2 separate regions of the Macaca mulatta genome follow, and region 2 is linked to region 1. A link is a contact called in public Hi-C data. All regions are on one chromosome and are shown on one strand. The core of a region is the stretch at or near the end of the contact, and the rest is flanking DNA. Distances in the headings are between cores, read along the strand shown.

Region 1 (4,533 bases), core at 570-3,069:
CTCCACCTCCAAAGTTCAAAAGGTTCTAGTGCTTCAGCCTCCCGAGTAGCTGGGATTACAGGAGCCTGCCACCAAGGTTGGCTAATTTTTCTATTTTTAGTAGAGGCGGGTTTCCCTATGGTGGCCAGGTTGATCTCAAATTCCTGACCTCAAGTGATCCACTGCCTCAGCCTCCCAAAGTGCAGGCTTTTTCAATTCTTTTTTGAGATGGAGTCTCGCTCCGTGGCCAAGCTGGAGTCCCCTGGCGTGATCTCGGCTCACTGCAACCTCCAACTCCCTGGTTCAAGCAATTCTCCTGTCTCAGCCTCGAGAGTAGTTGGGATTACAGGCACATGCCATCACACCCAGTTAATTTTTGTATTTTTAGTCAAGACGGGGTTTCACTATGTTGGCCAGACTGGTCTCGAACTCCTGACCTCGTGATCCACCCGCCTTGGCCTCCCAAAGTGCTGGGATTACAGACGTGAGCCACCGTGCCCCGCCGCTTTTTTTCTTTTCTTTTTTTTGTTTTTTTGACACGGAGTCTCCCTCTGCGCTCTGTCACCCAGGCTGGAGTGCAGTGGCACGATCTCAGCTCACTGCAACCTCCGCCTCTCGGGTTCAAGCAATTCTCTGCCTCAGCCACCCAAGTAGCTGGGATTACAGGCGCCCACTACCACGCCCGGCTAATTTTGTATTTTTTAGTAGAGACGAGGTTTCACCATCTTGGCCAGGCTGGTCTTGAACTTCTGACCTCGTGATCCACCCGCGTCGGTCTCCCAAAGTGCTGGGATTACAGGTGTGAGCCACCGAGCCCGGCCTCAATTCTTAACCTAGCTATCAACTGCAGTGTTAAAGAAAAACGCCTCGGCCCTAAGGCACTTGATCAAGAAAACACTGCACTACTGCAAAATGATCAAAGCAGCTGTGGACTGTTGGATAAGCGCGGAGCTCTAGCGGATGATGAAGTGGAGAGCATCTCTGCTCAGAAGAAGCTTTCATGGGCAGCGACTGAAAGAATGAGGCCCAGAAGAATTTCTAGGAAATTTCCAAGAGAGGATATTCCAACCCGGGAATTCCCAAGAAGTGTCTCCCACACCCCTGTTCTCTGACCCTGCCATAGCCACCCTCCCCCGTCACAGGTCTCTGCCTGCCATGCATCTAGCGTCCGCTTCATCGCGCCTCTCCAACACCTATTTTCTCCAGGAGCTGCTTCGGACCCCGTCTTTTTTGTTTTGTTTTCCTGAGAACGACAACCCTTGGGCAATGCCAATCATTCCAAGCAAATTCTGTCAGGCCAAGATCTCCCTCAGCAGCACGCGCCCACCTGTTCCCAACTCTCCCGCCAACTGGGCTTCGGGACCCTCCGAAACTAAGGCTGGGAGAAGTCGAGCACACATGGGAAGGGTCGAGCTGGGACCCACACCTGGCTGTTCCTCCCACACCACCTGTTAAACCCAAGGCTCAACTTCAACACAAAGCTCTCCTTCCCTCAATTCCTTCAAGGAAAGTTAACTTTCAACGAACACCTACCGGACTAGGACAGAGTGCAGGAGCCGCGAGGGAAGGTGACACAAAGGCATGGCCCGGGGGGTGGCAGGAAGACTCAGCCGGGGCTCTCCACTCCCCAGCCTGCCCGGCCTGGGCAAAGCCGCCAGGCCGGCCAGAGTCCTGGGGCTCGCGGAGGAACGGACATGGCCTCCGCAGCGGCTCGGGGAAGGCCCCAGGGCGCCGGACTGTCTCACGCGCGCGTTCCGCCCCACTCACCTGTGGGACCCATAGCGTCGCCCGCCTCAGAGGTAGAAGCCGCCATTCCGCCACGGCGCCGAAACTTCGTCATCAAGCTGCGCGCAGAGCCACGCCCCGCGGCCGGGCGGGAAAAGTGTCTCTACCTCTCTGGGCCGTTCTCACACGGCGCGTGCGCAAAGCGAAGGCCTGCCGGGCGAGGACGGGAAGTGGCGAGGCAGGAGTGCGGGGGGAGGGGGTGGTCCGCAGCTGAATGCGCCTGCGTTGTGGTGGCCTCCGGCGCCTCGAGGTAGGGCTCACGCAATTTCTCCCCCGCAAGGAATGCGCGTGCGCGTAAACAGGTCGTTGATTAGTGCCCCCCCCCCCCGAAGAGCGACTCCTAGCGGTGCACCGGCGCGGACCAGAAAATTGCACACTTTATTGTAAGAGGCATTTACTGAGCGCCCAATATATGCCTAGCACTGGGCCGGGTGCTGCCACCTAAGCGAGCACGATCAATGCAGTCTATCAGGGAGGCCCTGACCGCCAAGCAGCGGGCCCCTGCAGTCCACCATGCCACCCCCGGCCCCTAGCGCGCCGCTCAGCACACTTGGAGCGCCCAGTAACTGTTAGATTCCAATGACGCCGCGGAGGCGGCCCCGTCCCCGGCCCGCCCTCCCGCCCGCCGCTCCCGCCGCTCCCGCCGGGGTCGCCTGGGAGGCAGGACGCTGGCGCTGCAGGGAGAGCGCGGTGGGCGGAGCCGCTAGGGGGCGCGGCGGGGGCGCACCTTTTCTCGGGCCGCGCGGATGGCGGCGCCGGGCGCAGGGCCTGGGCCGGGGTCCGGGGCGCCCGCGGGGTTGGAGGCGGCCCGGCAGAAGCTGGTGCTGCGGCGGAAGAAGGTGCTGAGCACCGAGGAGATGGAGCTGTACGAGCTGGCGCAGGCGGCGGGCGGCGCCATTGACCCCGACGTGTTCAAGTGAGCGGGGCGGGAGGGGGCCGCATCCTCGCCAGACACCCCGACCTCTGCTCTCCGGGTCCCCCGGTCCCACTGGTCGGGAGGAGCCCCCCGCGCCCCTGTCCCCGTCCTTGTCGGGTCTTCAGGGAGGTGGCCGCGCCAGGCGGAGAGGGCTCACCGGCCCCGCGTCTGTCCCCGCCAGGATCCTGGTGGACCTGCTGAAGCTGAACGTGGCCCCCCTCGCCGTCTTCCAGATGCTCAAGTCCATGTGTGCCGGGCAGAGGCTAGCGAGCGAGCCCCAGGACCCTGCGGCCGTGTCTCTGCCCACGTCGACAGTGCCCGAGACCCGAGGTCAGACCTGGGCCCGCTGTCCCTGCCCCAGTGGCGGGGGTGGCGGGCGGGGAGGGGGCAGGCGCGGCACAGCGGCGGCGTGGCCCTGAGTGGCCAGGCCTGTCTGTCGGTCTCGGCCCAGCACCTGCAGGGCCCATCCGTGGGCTCTGCTCCCGGGCTTCGCTACCAGCCTTAGGAGGCACGTCCAGGTCAGGTGGACGCAGAGTGCGTGCCCCAGGGTGGTCCAGGCTGGGTAGGGCTCCTCTGCTTAGCTCCTCCCCACCTCTTCACTCAGGCCTTCATCTTACAAAGTCCAGAATCAAGAAGGTTTGGGGCTGGGCGCCGTGGCTCACACCCATAATCCCAGCACTTTGGGACGCCACAGCGGGAGGATCGTTTGAGGCCATGAGTTTGAGACCAGTCTGGGTGACAGGGTGAGATCCTGTCTCTAAATATGTTTTTCAAAAGACAGTGTCGATCCCTGTCCTGTGGTGTACAGCATCCGGGGAAGTGCCCAGGGAGCGGGGCAGGCAGAGGTCTTCCTGCCTGCACCCCACCTAGGCCCCGTTCCTGCGCAGGGGCTTGGCCAGCCCTGGCCAGCTTCCCTCTGATGATTGCAGGAAGGGAGTCAGAGGCAGAACTCCCAGGATGCAGAGGCCTGCGGGGTCTGAAGGGCCTCCTCCCTCTCCAGTGTGGTGACTGGGCTGAGCAGATGCTGGGGCTGAGAGTGTCATGGTGGAGCCTCCGTCCCTGCTCATCCTCCCCGCATGTTGCTTCTGCTCCTGATGGCTCTCTCTGAAATGCAGCACAGCGTCCCAGGCCAATGGAAGAAGGCCCAGAGCTGGCTCTCTGCCTGGAAGCGCCAGGATACCCGCGCAGGCATCCTGAGAAGGCGTGGGGAGCAGGCTGCCTTCATGGGGGGAGCGCCAGGGCCTGGGCACCCACGCCCCCTGACCCAAGAGGGCCCGGGCACCTGTGTGCTGGCCTTTTCACTGACCCTCGCTCTGTCTGCTCTCTTTGTGTCTCTCTCTGACCTCCAGAGGCCTCCTTTCTCTCTGCCAGGAACAGTAGCCCCCCAGCAAGTTCCTCCTTTTTCTCCAGCCCGCAGCCTTCGGCCTCTCCCGTTCTGCTCCACAGCCTGGCTGCTGCACACTCGCCTCTCTCTCCAGGCCCCCCGGGTTCCCTCCGCTTCTCTTGCTGCCTGTTCTCTCCTTTTGCAGGTTGCGTTTATTGGCTTATCTCTGGGGGTTGGTGCTCTCCCTTGTTTCCATTTAAACTGCCTGGCCCCAGGAGGCCCAAGCAGCTTTGAGCTGCAAGGGCAGGACCATGCAGGCCACCGCTGCCCTGCCACTTAGCAACAGGGCAGGATTTCTGACTCGGTTTGTTAGAGACATGGTATGACAGTCTCTAGACCCCACAGTCGGGCTGGCATCCGGGGACAGGACCAACACCCCCACACTCCAGAGGCAAACTGTGGTGAGTGTAAAGAGCCCTGCTCCAGGGGAGGACAGCTGGCCAGGGTGCGGTGTGCTGTGCTGGAGAGC
Region 2 (4,533 bases), core at 1,172-3,671, 61 kb after region 1:
ACACAGACCACACCAACTCCTGCCTTCCGGCATCCCCTCAGCTGCCCACAGTGGGTGAGGGTCACTCCATCCTCCAGGGGTTCTGAGTGGAGACCGGGGGCTTTCCTGGACTCCTTTCCTTCCCTTACTCCCATATCTTATCTGTCAGCAAATTCTGAGGCTTCTACTCTTTTTTTTTTTTTTTTGAGACGGAGTCTTGCTCTGTCGCCCAGGCTGGAGTGCAGTGGCCAGATCTCAGCTCACTGCAAGCTCCGCCTCCCGGGTTTACGCCATTCTCCTGCCTCAGCCTCCCCAGTAGCTGGGACTACAGGCGCCCACCACCACGCCTGGCTAGTTTTTTTGTATTTTTTTTAGTAGAGACGGGGTTTCACCATGTTAGCCAGGATGGTCTTGATCTCCTGACCTCGTGATCCGCCCGTCTCAGCCTCCCAAAGTGCTGGGATTACAGGCTTGAGCCATCGCGCCCAGCCGGCTTCTACTCTTAAAACCTGTGCAGGTTCCCACCACTTACCTCCTCCTCCAGTGACGCCATCTGCTTCTCGCACTGGCCGCTCCCTGACGCCCGCTTCCTCCCTCTGCTCTGTGTCCCCAACCAGCACCCAAGGATTCCTGTGACCCTGTGCAGCCAGTCGAACCATCCTCTGCTCAGAGCCTCTCTGTGCGTCCCACAGTCTTCATCTGACTCCACTTCAGGCCATCAGCCTCTGCACATACCTGATATATATGGCTTCAGGGCTTTTGTCCTGGCTGGTTCCTCCATCTAGAGCACCATTCCCCAAAATCACCCACAAAGCTTTTCCTTCACCTCCTCAGAGAGACTTCCCCTGGCCACCCTTCGTAAAATAGCTACCTTGGCCCACTCCTGTCCCACTCCATTATGTGTTTTTCGTAACAATTTTCACATCCTGACTTATTACTTATCTGCACATTGCCTTTCTCTGCTCCTAAACATTACATGAAAAGGTGTTTTTCTCTTTTGTTCTCTGCTGTATCCCCAGCAGCTAGCATGAACCCGAATGCTGCCAACTATCAGTAAATGCTTTTGGAAAACACAGTGGGTAACAACAGAAGTTTGGATGAAGAGAAACCTGCAAAGTCTTTCACAGACTAACCCCAGCCATGGCAGCAGTGCTCCAGTGTTCCCTGTGGATAGAGGGTCTGAGGGCCACACAGCCAAACAACAGGGTCCACTCACCATCCCGGAAGCTGGCTTGAGCCTGACGTAGACTGTGAGGAACCAGGATTCCAAACCAGTTCAGGGGGTCCCGAGGGGCCTCAGAGGACTGCGGTTCTGGGGTCTTAGTGGGGCCCTTGCGCCTCCGCAGAGCTGAGGAAAGAAAGGTTGGAGTAGGCTGGGATCCTACTCCCTGGCCTGTATCGTCTTGGTGACAATGTTGAGCTTGATCTGAGCTCATGATTCTAGAAAACACTGTTGGTTGGAAAATTCCAACTTTGGGGTTCCAGGAAACAGCTTACCACAAAACACAGCCTTTCCCCTTGTGATTCAGATGAGACTGTTTGTCCACTCTTTCCCATGACTCCTGTAGGACCTGCCGATGACCCTGTTTGCCTGTGACACTGACCTTACCCATTGGACCTGAACATGCTGACAGACCAGACACAGACGTTCCAACTCCCCATTCTTTGTCTCAGGAATGATTAACTGGGATTAGAAGTTTGTCCCTCTGAAACTAGCTAGACACACAGATGAATATTTTCTGTTCAGCTGACTGAAACTTAAGTGATTGTAAAACTATTCCCAGTGTAAAGCAACTCCCCAACTTCTCTACTCCTCCCTATAAAAGTCTAAGGCAAAACCACCCTACAAAAACATTCTGTTCTTCAGCTCTGGGATGCTCTCTCTTATCGCAAAAACCTAATTAAAACCATCTCCATCATTTGCATTTTGTCTTTGACATTGGGAAGGGGTTCTGCAGAAGGAAGAGGGGGCTCACCTGCTTCGCGAGGCCCCACCTCCTCTGGGGCGTGGACACCAGATCTCACCACCTTGAACTTCTGGAGTCCCTCCTGGGCCTCGCTGAAGGACAAGAAGGGAGGATGGAGCTTTGGCACCCCGGGCCTGGAGCGCGCCCGCCCACCCAGCCCAGCATGGACGCTTCCTCACCTGGCCTGGAGGCAGACCTGGGGCTCCATGTGGGAAGCATACTGCAGGGGCCCCACCGACTTGGTGCCCATCGCGTAGCGAGCCTTGGCGAGCGACAGCCAGCCCTGCAAGGAGAGGACAGCGGTGAGCCTCAGTTTACGCCCGTGTGCCCTCCTGCCCGCCCCAGGCGCCTACCTCCTCCACCCGGGCGTTCAACACCGCTCGCTTCCCCTCCAGTTCCTCCAGGTCCCCCAGCAGCTGCAGGAGCAGCGAGTCCAGCTCCGCTCGCAGGTCAAGCGCCGCCATGGACACGCATTCAGATCCGGACCCGCCACCTTCCCCGTCACCGCCCGCGGTTGGCAGGACAGCCAATGGGCACACGAGATCTTCCATGGAGGGGCGTTCCCAGCTGGGGATCCCCACGCCGGCAGCACCTAGGCCTCCGGGTCAGCTCCTTTAAGGGCAAGCGCACTTAGAGAAGCAGCACAGAAGCAACCGATCGACTGGTTTCCCCAGTTAGCCCCCACGTGGATCAGCCAGCCGGACTGTCGGCCGGGGCCGAAGGTGGTTCTGAGTCCTTCCGGAAGCTGCCCAGTCTTAGAACTCGGGCCCCTGCTGTGGCGATGGAAGAAAGCGAAGCTGTGCAGAAACCATTTTGGTTGAGGGAAGAGTGGTTTTAATTTGGAAAGGAGCCGGCAGGCAACCTCCAGATCAGTCGGTGTGCCATTTTTACAGCTGATGAACTGGTTCGAGCCGCTAATTATGATTGTTTTAGCGGTTCATCATCTTGAAACCGTGCATTCTGCACGGCGGTGGCGGGGGAAGGGCGGGGATGGGGAAGCCGCTGGCGGACATCTTTATTAGCTGCAGTCGGAGGCCGCGTGCGACATTCTGTATCCAGTCTATTGGTTGTCCCAAGGAGAACGCCCCCTGGAACGGCCAATCGCCTTGCCATGCCCCCTCCCCCGCCCAGCCCTATTCGCCATCTTAACACAGGGCATGCCCGACGGCTGCAGGCACCGGTGAAGCGTCTAAGGGACCATCTTGGTTGAGGGCGGAAGTGAGGACTGCGAGGCGCCAGAGGAACCCACAGAGTCTCCCGGACCCACGTGGAAGCGGCGCTCAAGATGGTAGGAGGATGTTTGAGCTCCTGTTTCGGAGCTGCGGGACGCGTGAAGTGCTGGGGATGTGGCCCTGGGGCGTTGGAGCCTCGGGGGCTCCGGGGCTCCGGGGCTCGGGAGCCAGTAGTGACTGGGCCCGCTGTTCCCGCAGCTGCGCCGCGAGGCCCGCCTGCGCCGCGAGTACCTGTACCGCAAGGCCCGGGAGGAGGCGCAGCGCTCGGCGCAGGAGAGGAAGGAGCGGCTGAGGCACGCGCTCGAAGGTACGGTGGTCGGTCCCGCGGGCGTCTGCGCGGTAAACCCCCCGCACTTACTTGTGTTCGGATATCCAAGCGTCTTTCCAAATGCTTGCAGGCCGTTTTCCTTGCCCATTGGATTCTCCTGTTGGTTTTGAGAGTTCCTTCCGTGTGACAGTGGTACTTACTTGTCGTTGACGTTGCAGCACCCGGGTTTTGCAGCTTGCCCGCTGTGTACGGTGTGTCAAGTTCGTCCCCAGTTTTAAAGGCTTTACCTTGTCCTATAGAAATTCTCTCTAGAGCGGTGGCTCATGCCTGTAATCCCAGCACTTTGGGAGGACGAGGCGGGCGGATCATGAGGTCAGGAGTTCGAGACCAGCCTGACCAACATGGTGAAACCCCGTCTGTACTAAAAATACAAAAAGTAGCTGGCCGTGGTGGCACGCGCCTGTAATCCCAGCTACTCAGGAGACAGAGGCAGAGGCAGGAATTGCTTGAACCTGGGAGGCAGAGGTTGCAGTGAGGCAAGAGCGTGCCACTGCACTACAGCCTGGGGAAAAGAGCAAGACTCCGTCTCAAAAAAAAAAAAAAAAAAAAAAAGAAAGTTTCTCCAAAGACTATCTGGATAGCGCGGGTGCTGCAGACTGCACTGCCCATCCTCCCTGCCAGAGTTCCTCTGAGCCCCGTGGAGAACAGTGGTGCCCGAGTGCGTGCCTGGAGCGCACTGCTCTGCAGTGGGCAGCCTGCGGCCCAGAACCCGCTGAAGCCATGCTCTTGAGGCACTGTGGGCATCATGACTAGCGGTTTTGCTGTCTTGAGAGCTTTAAGGTCTCTGGTCCACCTTCATACATACAGAACAGTCTATATTTCTTTTCAAAAGTAATTTTTAAAGTCCAGCGCCGTGGCTCACTCCTGTAATCCCAGCACTTTGGGAGGCTGAGGCTGACGGATCACTTGAAGTCAGGAGTTCGAGACCAGCTTGGCCAACATGGCGAAACGCCGTCTCTACTGAAAATACAAAAATTAGCCGGATGTAGTGATGGGTGCCTGTAATCCCAGCTACTCTGCAGGCTGA

The links. Hi-C and Micro-C count contacts between places; a contact is called where the count stands out from the background.
Region 2: a contact with region 1 is called in a Hi-C map of blood, with 6 times the contacts expected there. The contact joins the promoter of CCDC115 here to the promoter of SMPD4 in region 1. A contact is called at or near these places in 4 of 14 Hi-C or Micro-C datasets (CD4 T cells, blood, fetal cortex germinal zone and 1 more).

The regions. Positions count from the first base shown.
Region 1 is chr12:6,385,649-6,390,181 of T2T-MMU8v2.0, forward strand. It overlaps SMPD4 (sphingomyelin phosphodiesterase 4), which reads right to left and starts at 1,820. Exons shown (of 17, transcript XM_077956703.1): 1 at 1,513-1,820. It overlaps MZT2B (mitotic spindle organizing protein 2B), which reads left to right and starts at 2,485. Exons shown (of 3, transcript NM_001193944.2): 1 at 2,485-2,680; 2 at 2,862-3,010. The coding sequence starts at 2,511.
Region 2 is chr12:6,445,760-6,450,292 of T2T-MMU8v2.0, forward strand. CCDC115 (coiled-coil domain containing 115) reads right to left here and starts at 2,422. Exons shown (of 5, transcript XM_001093120.5): 1 at 2,300-2,422; 2 at 2,126-2,229; 3 at 1,956-2,038; 4 at 1,196-1,327. The coding sequence starts at 2,410. IMP4 (IMP U3 small nucleolar ribonucleoprotein 4) reads left to right here and starts at 3,207. Exons shown (of 9, transcript NM_001266231.1): 1 at 3,207-3,234; 2 at 3,377-3,485. The coding sequence starts at 3,232.